3 separate regions of the Sus scrofa genome follow, and regions 2 and 3 are each linked to region 1. A link is a contact called in public HiChIP or PLAC-seq data. All regions are on one chromosome and are shown on one strand. Each heading gives the region's core, a stretch centred on a gene start, on an enhancer-like site or on the middle of the called end of the contact. The rest is flanking DNA. Distances are from core to core; before and after follow the strand shown. Region 1 holds the start of RBAK (RB-associated KRAB zinc finger protein). Region 2 holds the start of KDELR2 (ER lumen protein-retaining receptor 2). Region 3 holds the start of DAGLB (sn1-specific diacylglycerol lipase beta).

Region 1 (3,460 bases), core at 666-3,165:
ATGTGTGTGGTGGTTATCAGTCTGCTTTGCCTGTTTGCTGTCAAATGAGATATTGTTAATGGGGTTGTGATTATTCGACTACATTCCTTAACTCTGAAAAATAATCCTGAGTTACTTTCCACATAGAAAAAAAGATAGAAGATTAGGTGGATCCTGGCTAGAGTCTTAGAGTAGGAAACAAGGAGAAGATACTGAAGGAGAGAAATAAGAGTAGAAAAAAAAATGGAAGAAAGTACTATGGGTACCTAAATAATAAACCAAAATTCAAAATGAAGGAACGGTGACTCTGTCACCAACCCCAGGTTTAGCTGCTCATTGTTAAAGAATCCAATACTGAGAAACAAGTGTTGGGTAAAAGGAAAGAGCTTTATTGCAGAAGCTGGCAATCCTGGGGAGAAGGTTGACTCATGTCCCAAAGAACCAACTCCCCCCTCCCCAGGTTTTGTTAAGAAATTACGTAGGAAACAGAGGAAGGGGCTACATGCTGAGGAGAGTGTTGTGGGGGGTGCATGATCAGCCCACGGACATTCTTCTGACTGGTTGGTGGTGAGGTAACTGGAAGTCAACATCAACACCTTTCTGATTCCACTTGGTCTGGGGTTTACATGCTTATGGGCAGCATACAGTTGGCTTCTTCCACCTGGTGGGGACTTCAGTATCTGCAAAATAGCTCAAATGATATGGCTCAGAATATTATCTACAGCCTTTGAGGCGGAAATAAAGTCCTTGACTTTGTTTAATGGCTAAAGTATTATTATTTTGTCTTACACGACTGTTTTCCTTTGTTTTTGCATTTTCTCACTTCTTGGTTTAAAATTATTCTTTGCAACTTGGGGAAGGCCAAGGAGGCTAAAGATTTTCTACAAACAACTACAAAGCAGGCAGAGGACATTGGGGTGGGGTGGGGTGGGGTGGGGAAGAGGGGCTGTTGAGGAAAGACCACACAGGATCCTGCTCAGTTACAACTAACTGAGATGTACTTTCCTGGAACTGATCCCTGGCAAGTGAACACACATGCACAAAAGAACACACAGAATTACTGTTTTGGGAATTCCGTCGTGGCGCAGTGGTTAACGAATCCGACTAGGAACCATGAGGTTGCGGGTTCGGTTCCTGCCCTTGCTCAGTGGGTTAGCTCGTTGCCACGAGCTGTGGTGTAGGTTGCAGACTCGGCTGGGATCCCGCGTTGCTGTGGCTGTGGTGTAGGCGGTGGCTACAGCTCCGATTCAACCTAGCCTGGAACTCACATGCCTGAGCGGAAATAGCAACAACAACAACAACAACAACACAAGAATTACTGTTTTTGTTTTTCCTTGGGCACCTCGCGGGGCATACTGAGGTTCCCAGGCTAGGGGTCCAATCAGAGCTGTAGCCGCCGGCCTACACCGCAGCCACAGCAATGTGGGATCCGAGCCGCGTCTGCAACCTACACCACAGCTCACGGCAATGCCGGATCCTCAACCCACTGAGCAAGGCCAGGGATCGAACCCTCAACCTCATGGTTCCTAGTCGGATTCGTTAACCACTGAGCCACCACGGGAACGCCCCTTTTTCCTTTATTTATCATATTTGTATGTAGCTACTGATTTTAAGCCTTAAATACTCAAGGTATGGAAAAGATTAGGGCACCAGGTCCCAATCAGGCAAGACACCTAGAGAAGAGGTGACATTACAGACGTTCCCTTAAATTAAAGGGACCCTGATTCCCTGGTCCGGGAGGCCAATGCTCTCAGCACAGCATCGCTTAACCTCCAGTTGAGGTGAAGACATTTACGACGTTCCCTATCTTGACGGAGCGGAGACTTATGGGCAATAGAGTCCTGGAGCTTGTCTGGCTCCCCGCTGCGGGCCCTGCCAGGCGGACTTCCGGCGCCCTGCTGTGTTTGTGCGCCTCGCCCTGGGTGCGTGTTCGCGCACGCGCACCAGCGCCGCGCCGCGCCGCGCCGCGCCGCAGTCGCTTCCTGTCGGTGCCCAGGTCACAGCTGTCCCTCGTTCCCAGTCTCTGGCCTCTGGCGGGCGAGGATTCCCGGCCTGCGGCCTGGGCCGGAGGAGTCTGGAGGGCGGCGGTGCAGGGGCGGCGGAGCCCGGGCCGACCGGCTTCAGCACGCGGCACACTGAGGCCCCCGAAGGCCGATTTGGGCTCCGGGAGGGAGTTCGCCTGAAGGGAGCCTGTGTTGTAGGCCCAGAACCGGCCCTTCGGGCCCAGCGGCCTCCAGAGGCGGAGAGGAGGAACCCAGGGAAAGGAGCTCGCCGGAGGGGCAGCCCCTGGCCCGGAGCCTCGGGAGCTCGGGGCGGGTCAGCGAGTCCCAGGGGGTAAGTCTTGCGTCTGGGGGCCTCCGGGCATTGGTCGACCCTGACGCCAAAGCGGGGTTGAGGGGCGCTCTCCCCGGGCCACCCAAGAGAGCGAGCGGGAGAGTTTGACCGCTACCCGGAGATGGAGGGGGCGGCTGTCCCAGATGGGCGCTCCCTTAGGACTTGGGAGTTCTGGGTGTCCTGGGGGATTGGGGGCTACACACCCCTCCTCCTCCCGTCCTCTCGGGATTCCGCCGGGTCTCTAAAGGCCCATCAGCATCTTGGTTCTGTAACCTAAGTGTCCGCTGACTCCCCTGGGTTCTGCCCTGTAGAACCACACAGTGGGGTGCAGGATGAGTCTGCGAGGCATCTGTCCTGCCTCCTCGGTTGAGGGTGGAGGAGATTGGGCATGAGAAGGGAGATTCTTGTGCCAGGTCACCGGGTCTGTAGGTGGGATTGGTAACAGGACTCAAACTTCCAGGCCAGTGTTCTGTCCACTGTATTAGAGTTTTCTTAATTAAAAACTTTTAAAGTGCCAAGGTAGCCAAGTTCAGTCAGATAATGTACACAACAATACTGTGCTTTGATGCACAGTTATCCCACTTTTGAGAGCTCACATTCTCTGTTCCTGTGGAATCTTTGATTTTAACCGATTTTTTTTTTTTTTTTTTTTTTTTTTGGCCATTTCTTGGGCCGCTCCTGCGGCATATGGAGGTTCCCAGGCTAGGGGTCCAATCGGAGATGTAGCCACCTGACTACGCCAGAGCCACAGCAACGTGGGATCCGAGCCGCGTCTGCAACCTACACCACAGCTCACGGCAACGCCGGATCCCTAACCCAGTGAGCAAGGCCAGGGACCGAACCTGCAACCTCATGGTTCTTAGTCGGATTCGTTAACCACTGCGCCACGACGGGAACTCCCCTAAGCGATTTTTTTTTATTTTTTATTTTTTATTTTTATTTTTTAGGTTCTTGTGCCGAGGGCATGCAGAAGTTCCAGGGTCAGGGCTTGAACCCACACCACAGCAGTGACTGGAGCCACAGCAGTGACAACACCAGATCTTTAACCATTAGGGCACCAGCGAACTCCTTGATTTTAAGCAATTTAAAGAAGCAGTAAGGAAATAGTTAAGCAGTGTTACAGGGGGATTTTTTTTGGGGGGGGGGC
Region 2 (3,321 bases), core at 465-2,964, 280 kb before region 1:
CACTTGCCCCGTCAGGTTATTTCCAGGACTACGCTGGCTAAGCCATATAAGGCACTTAGCTCACTACCTAGTACATAACAAGCGCTTAAATATCAGCTATCAAAATTACTGAAATTGCGATGCTGTCACTGGAAACCTGAGCTCCTGAGAACTATGTGTAAATTGAGAGATCACCTCCAAGTCAAACACGCTGGTTTCAGTCCATGGACTTTGTCACATCCATTTTGATTGCTCAAAGGTCTTTTTTGGTTTTGCTTACTTCCTGGATCTCAGCTATATTCCAGGGAGATAGGTGAGGCCTGAAGACAGCAGTCGAAGATGGGGGGGGGGGTGTAACTTTAGAGATGAAAAATGTTGAGAAGCCCAGTAGGTAAACTGTATCTATCTCTGCCACCCAGGTCCCTTGGGATTCCATCTTTTACTGTTTACAAAACTTAATTAATTCATCAGACATTGTTATACTGAGGCCGTGGCATCAAAAATATGTTTAAGGAAGACATTGCATTTTAAGAAATTATTTAAAAATTCTCCATTCTTAAGCTTTTGGAGCTAATGGAAGGTAAAACACCACTACTATCCGGGGAAGAAGTGTCTCACTGCCTTCCAGCAATGTGAGCATGAAATGTGTACTCCCCAAGGGGGAGCCGCCAACTCACTGGTGACGTGGAGTGAGGAATTACAGGAGACCACAGAGACCTCTGCCGTACCCGGCGCCCCGCCGCAGGTTTAAGAGAACCCGTTATTAGAGGGAGACACTCGGAGTTTGACAAACTGGTTCGTTCCTCAAAGCAGCATTAACTGCCCAAGAAATTCGATTAGAGACCTCCCCATACCTCCTCCTCCTGTGGCGAGCGCGATCCTGCACCCGAGAGCTGGGGCGAAGCCCAGACTCAGGACACTAGGGACAGGCCTGCCCGGACACCCTGGCCTAAAGGCCAGTCCTCGAGGGTGCAGGGTGGGGAGCGGGGTGACCTCTCCCCGCGCCCGCTCCACCTCCCGGGCTGGGGAAGCTGCCACGTCAGGCCCAGCCGCCGAGATCCTGCCCATCCTCCTCCCGCGCGTCCCATTGATCCGCCGGCTCCGCGCATCTCGAGACCCCCGTTCTAGGCGCTCGGAGAAGCGCCCAATGAAGCCGAGGGCCGGGGGCGCGCCGGCCGGACCCCCGCCCCGATCCCAACTTTTCAGATAGAACAAGGCCCCGCGCTGTCCACCTGGCGCCTCCCCCTCCCGGACGGTTCAAGTTCGGGAGCCGACCGAGAGCAGAGACTGGCCCAGCGCCGCCACACCTCGCCCGGCCCTGCGCTCCCACCCCGAGGGGCCGCAGAATCCCCCCACCCTGCGCGGCCCGGTCGCCCGCCAGGCCCGCCGAGGGGGTGTGTCGGGTCGGCGCAGGCCCGCGGGCTTGGGACAGCCGAGGTCGCCGGGTCCTCCCAGCGACCCGGCCCCGCGCCCGAGCCTCTCCAGGGCCTCGCCCGCCGCTCACCCGCGCAGGAGCGCGTCTTCCAGATCTTCAGCAGCAGGATGACGATGGCCGCCAGGTGGGACAGGTCCCCGGTCAGCCGGAAGATGTTCATGGCGACGGCGGTCGGCGCGGTGGCCCCAGGCTCGGCGGCTCAGGCAGCTGCAGCAGCCCCGAAGAGGAAGCGGCGAAAGATGGCGAGAGCGGGCGCGACGTGGCCAGGGACGTGGCCGAACTGCCGGCGCGCGCGCGCGCGGGGCAGCTTGGGAGAGCGGGCGGCCTCCAGCCCCGCCCCGGCCCCGCCCCTTAAAGGGGACGCGCCAGAGCACAGGCCTTGCGGGAGCGCATGCTCCCGGGCTCCCTCCCCAGGACCCCGATTTCTGGCCCACTTCCCCCGGCCAGGTTTCCGGCTTGCACTCGGGTACCAACGATTTCCTTTAATTTTTGAAATGACATTCTCTTGTGAGGAATTTCCCCCCACCACTGATCCTAAGAGCTCTATAGGTTTACTGCATGAAAAAGTGTAAGGGGGGGGAATTAGTGATTGCATCGCTCAAGATATGGTGGATGCTGGGAGGGTATGGCTTATGTGGGGGCCTGAAGATTTTAACATTCTGGGGATGCTCTTTGAGAAAGAGTGCAAAATTAGGTAGAAAACGAACATGTCTGTAAGGATGTGAAAATAAAGCACAAGAAATTACCGAGGGAATGAAGCTGACAAACAGGGTGAGCTGCGGAATTTGAGGGGGCCCAGTGCAAGATGACAACGTGGGTTCCCCAGGTCAAAAGCAGGAGAAAGTGCTGTTAAATGTACTAAAATATAGAACTTTCCCCTTTATTGTGCAGTCCCTCTGACTTGTTTTCTGTTTGCTATTTATTGTCATTCTAATTAAAGAAAAAAATTTAAATTATGATCATGACTTTTAGCGTTTGTCTTTATATTACACAATGTCAGTTTTTCACGCAAATATCAGAGCATTTAAGACAGTGCAGAATCGCTGAAAGTGTAATTTGTATTTCAAACCTCGTCCATAGAGAGTGCCTGGAGTGCATGGTGCATGGAAATTATTAGGACTGTTGTCACATCTTAAAAAACCTCAGTCAAGTCATTTCATATAAAAGCTGCAGGGGAGTTCCCTGGTGGACTAGCAGTTAAGGATCTGGTGTTGTCACTGCTGCGGCTCGGGTCACTGCTATGGCGCAGGTTCAATCCCTGACCTGAGAACTTCCACATGCTACAGGCGTGGCCAAAAAAATACAAATAAAAATACATAAATAAAAGCTGCACGTTTTCAGGGCATCTTTCGTTTTCTTGCACAAGGACTAACTTCATGCCTTTTGGATTGATGACACCAACTAGCTTGTTGGCACTTGTTGTATTGCATGGTTTTGTTTTTTTGTTTTTTTTTTTGTCTTTTTGCTATTTCTTGGGCCGCTCCCTTGGCTCCCTTCCCAGGCTAGGGGTCTAATCAGAGCTGTAGCCACTGGCCTACGCCTGAGCCACAGCAACGCGGGATCCAAGCCGCGTCTGCAACCTACACTACACCACAGCTCACGGCAACGCCGGATCCTTAACCCACTGAGCAAGTGGCAGGGATCGAACCGGCAACCTCATGGTTCCTAGTCGGATTCGTTAACCACTGCGCCACAACGGGAACTCCGTATTGCATGGTTTTGATACGAAGGTTACTTGACACCTCCCTTAAGAGGGGGAGCTTAATCTCCTCCCTTAACTTTGAATGTGGGCTGGACTTTGTGACTCACATCTAACAAATAGAATGTGGCAGAGGTGATGTCATTATCACTTCCAAAACTAGTCATAAAATGCATTCTAGCCTACTCCTTTCTCAGATAATTCACTC
Region 3 (3,407 bases), core at 401-2,900, 300 kb before region 1:
CTTAAGATAAATGTCTCTGTGTCTTGTTTTATGTTAACTTTTTCCTTAAGTTTCACAGCACCCGTTCTTCAGCCCCATCCTGCTCAGCTGGTCTCGGCACAACATGAACTGCTGGAACACAGACCCATCATAACCCCAAGAGAGGCACCTGGTAAACCAACAAAGTATATGCTTGTTCAATTATCAACAAGAGAATTCATACCTCCGTGAATTAATAAGACACTGACAAACACATGGCAATCTGTGGTGTGTGGTGCAAAACAAGAGGATGGGAACCCAGCTATGGAAAGAAGTTCTGCGGTGAATACTGATAAACTTGAAAGGACAAGGACTGTGGACCCATTTAAGTATATTTTGTAACTCAGTGCGAACGATGAAACACAGCACCAGCAATGCAACAGTGACTTTTCACAAGAATAATTTCAGCAGCAGGCACAGCACCATTGGGCAAGGTCACCATATTAAGAAACTGGCCAGAAGGGGAAGTGGATTAGGGTAACTTTTGGGGGGGAGGGGGCCATACCTGCAGCATATGGAAGTTACCAGGCTAGGGGCTGAATCAGCTACAGCCGCTGGCCTACACCACAGCTTGCCCAAGATCAGATCCTTAACCCACTGACTGAGGCCAGGGATCGAACCCGAATCCTCAGGGATACTAGTTGGGTTCTTAACCCACTGAGCCACAGCAGGAACTCATGGGGTAACTTCCTATGCTTTTGTCATTTGGGGGGGATGATGACTGCGTCTAGAAATAATAACAGGAAATGATCTGGAAAGACTTGGCTCTGAAAGCCATGAAACAACTGAGAAGCAGCTCATAACATTTCATGTTTTTATATATTCTTTTCCCCTCCAAAATCTACTTTTTTTTTAATATTAATAGTTAAACATTATTACTCTTTGCTCAGACCTTCTGGGGACAGACTTCGGGCACCTGATTCTACTTCTCACGGATTCCACACTTTGAAAGACTACAATGTAAAATGCTAGGTCTGTATGCCCATCATGGAATTCAGCCACAATCAGCTGCAACTGGCTTAAGAACCGCACGAAGGGTGTTACTGCCAATCTTGCATTTGGCAGATACAAGAGGCTGTGCGGGTCCACGCACCACGCGGGAGTGAAGCAGGCGGCTGCTCCCAGCTCGAGGGCGATCCCAGGTCCGCACGCAGGGGCTGGGGGGTGGGCGTGCGGGGCCCTGCAGCGCGGACAAACCGGTGGCGGGTCCACCCTGGTGACCCCGCGCACGGCCCACCCGCTCTGGGCCTCAGGGTGCCATCTATGAATGGGCAGAGGAATGGCACCCCGCTCCTCGGACAGTGGAGACGACCACCTGCGAGACAGCAGGGCCGGCTCCGGCCCGCAGTCCGGGGACACTGACACTGCCCTCGGCTGCTCGGCCCCCTCCCTCCGGCGCCCCGGCCGCGCACCGCACCCCGTCCTCACCACAGCACTCGCAGGAACAGCTCGAAGACCCCCGGGAAGACCAAGTCGTCGCTGGCGATGGCCCAGCGCCGGCCGAACAGCACCATTCCCGGCATGGCGAGGGTCCCGCCGCCCGGCCCCGCGCCAGCCCGCCGCGCGCCTGCAGCCACCGAGAGCCCCGGGACCTCGCGTCTCCGCCGGCGCCGGACCGGGACTCCGCGCAGGCGCCCGACTCAGCGCACGCGCACTGAGCCCCACGGGGCCGCCGCAGGGACTCTGCGCCTGCGCAGAAGACGCTGGGCCGGAAAATGCTGGAGACCTTCGTCTTCTCACCTGTGAAATCGGTTCAGCTGTTTTCATTTGGAGAGAAGGACTCTTCCTGGCCCGAGGGCGTCGCCAGCCCAGAGGCAGTTAGTGGCAGATTTGCAGCTCACACCCAGGTCTGTGGGGCTGCATGTCTGTGATGCACTTGCTCCGTCTGCCTTCCACCGTCTGGAGTGCGGACTTGGGACCCTTCCCTGGTTCTGGGCCTGAAGCTGAAACCGTGTACCAGACCCTAAGTCCTTGTGTTTTGCAGTAAAAGTCTTTTCCTTTAGCCTCCCAGGCCTCCCCTCAGTCTCGAACACTCAAGAGTTAATGATTAGGGAGTTCCTGTTGTGGCTCCGAGGTAACTAACCTGATTAGCATCCTTGAGGATGCCGGCTGCATCCCTGGCCTCGCTCAGTGGGTTAAGGATCAGGTGTCGCAAGTGAGCTGTGCTATATGGGTCGCGGACCCGGTCAGAGCCTCGTTGCTGTGGCTATGGCAGAGGCGGGCAGTTGCAGCTCCAGTTCGACCCCAAGCCTGGGAACTTCCACATACTGCAGGTGCTGCCCTAAAAAGCAAATAAAAAAATAAAACCACACTCTATGTAAAAAAAAAAAAGTTAATGATTAGTAAAAACATGAGCGTTGTAGCAACATGGAGACACGATGTTACACGCTCTGCCTTGGCTCACTAACTTTATATTGTACCTAGACTCCAGCTTTTCACAAATGATCTCTTCCTTGCTTAATTGCTTTCTTTTACTATAGGTTAATTTCTGCTTCAATTATATTGCCCCTAGTGTTTTATTTTTGCTTTTGAGGGCCGCATCCGCAGCATATGGAGGTTCCCAGGCTAGGGGTCTAATCAGAGCTACAGCTGCCGGCTTGTGGCTTAAGCCACAGCAACACCAGATCTTCGAACTACACCACAGCTCACCGCAACGCAGGATCCTTAACCCACTGAGCGAGGCCAGGGATTGAACCCGAAACCTCATGGTTCCTAGTCGGATTAGTTTCTGCTGTGCCACAACAGGAACTCCGCCCCTCCGCCCCAGCAATTTATTTTGTAATTGAAACACGCCCTAACATCCCTTCCTGTAGGCAATTTTCTTTCCAGAGAAAAGGTCAAGGAACGATAACTCCGAAGACAACCAGAAAGCATCACGGGACTGGCTGACGCTGGACTTCACGACTCTGAAATGATTTGTGGAGGGAGAATAATACAGTCACCTTAATCAATAACCCTATCTTCTGAGATAAACCTATAAAATCTCCTGCTATCCCCTCCCAAGGCAGGGCACAGTTTTGAGGCATTAGCCTGCTGTATCCTCCTTTACCTGGCAAAGCAATAATGCTGTTCTTTCTGCTTCACCCAAAACCCTTGTCTCTGAGATTTCACTGGTGTCGGTGTACAGAGGCTGCATTTTGGCTACAGAGCCACATGCAGCTCAGGGCTGAGGAGTGGAGAGTAGCCCGATCTGCCCACCCCTTCCTCCCAGGCAGGCGTTTCCACAGTGCAGAGGTTCTGACCACTGCTCAGCCTCTTCACTTCCCTCCACCCTTGTCCGAGCCCCCTTCCATGATGTGCCTGGCCCGGCCTCCCCACTGCTCTGCCTCCCACTACCCACTATGGTGCATTGTCCCTGCAACAGCTAGAGTGACCTTGTTGAACCATCA

The links. HiChIP or PLAC-seq counts read pairs in DNA pulled down with a chosen protein or histone mark.
Region 2: a contact with region 1 is called in an H3K27ac HiChIP or PLAC-seq map of alveolar macrophages. The contact joins the promoter of KDELR2 here to the promoter of RBAK in region 1. A contact is called at or near these places in 1 of 5 promoter capture datasets (liver) and 1 of 2 datasets of contacts at active chromatin or transcription factors (alveolar macrophages).
Region 3: an H3K27ac HiChIP or PLAC-seq map of alveolar macrophages shows a contact between it and region 1. The contact joins the promoter of DAGLB here to the promoter of RBAK in region 1. A contact is called at or near these places in 1 of 5 promoter capture datasets (liver) and 1 of 2 datasets of contacts at active chromatin or transcription factors (alveolar macrophages).

Annotation. Positions count from the first base shown.
Region 1 is chr3:4,438,398-4,441,857 of Sscrofa11.1, reverse strand. RBAK (RB-associated KRAB zinc finger protein) reads left to right here and starts at 1,915. Exons shown (of 5, transcript XM_021086052.1): 1 at 1,915-2,313.
Region 2 is chr3:4,715,044-4,718,364 of Sscrofa11.1, reverse strand. It overlaps KDELR2 (ER lumen protein-retaining receptor 2), which reads right to left and starts at 1,714. Exons shown (of 5, transcript XM_021086076.1): 1 at 1,484-1,714. The coding sequence starts at 1,574.
Region 3 is chr3:4,740,125-4,743,531 of Sscrofa11.1, reverse strand. DAGLB (sn1-specific diacylglycerol lipase beta) reads right to left here and starts at 1,650. Exons shown (of 16, transcript XM_021086077.1): 1 at 1,447-1,650. The coding sequence starts at 1,541.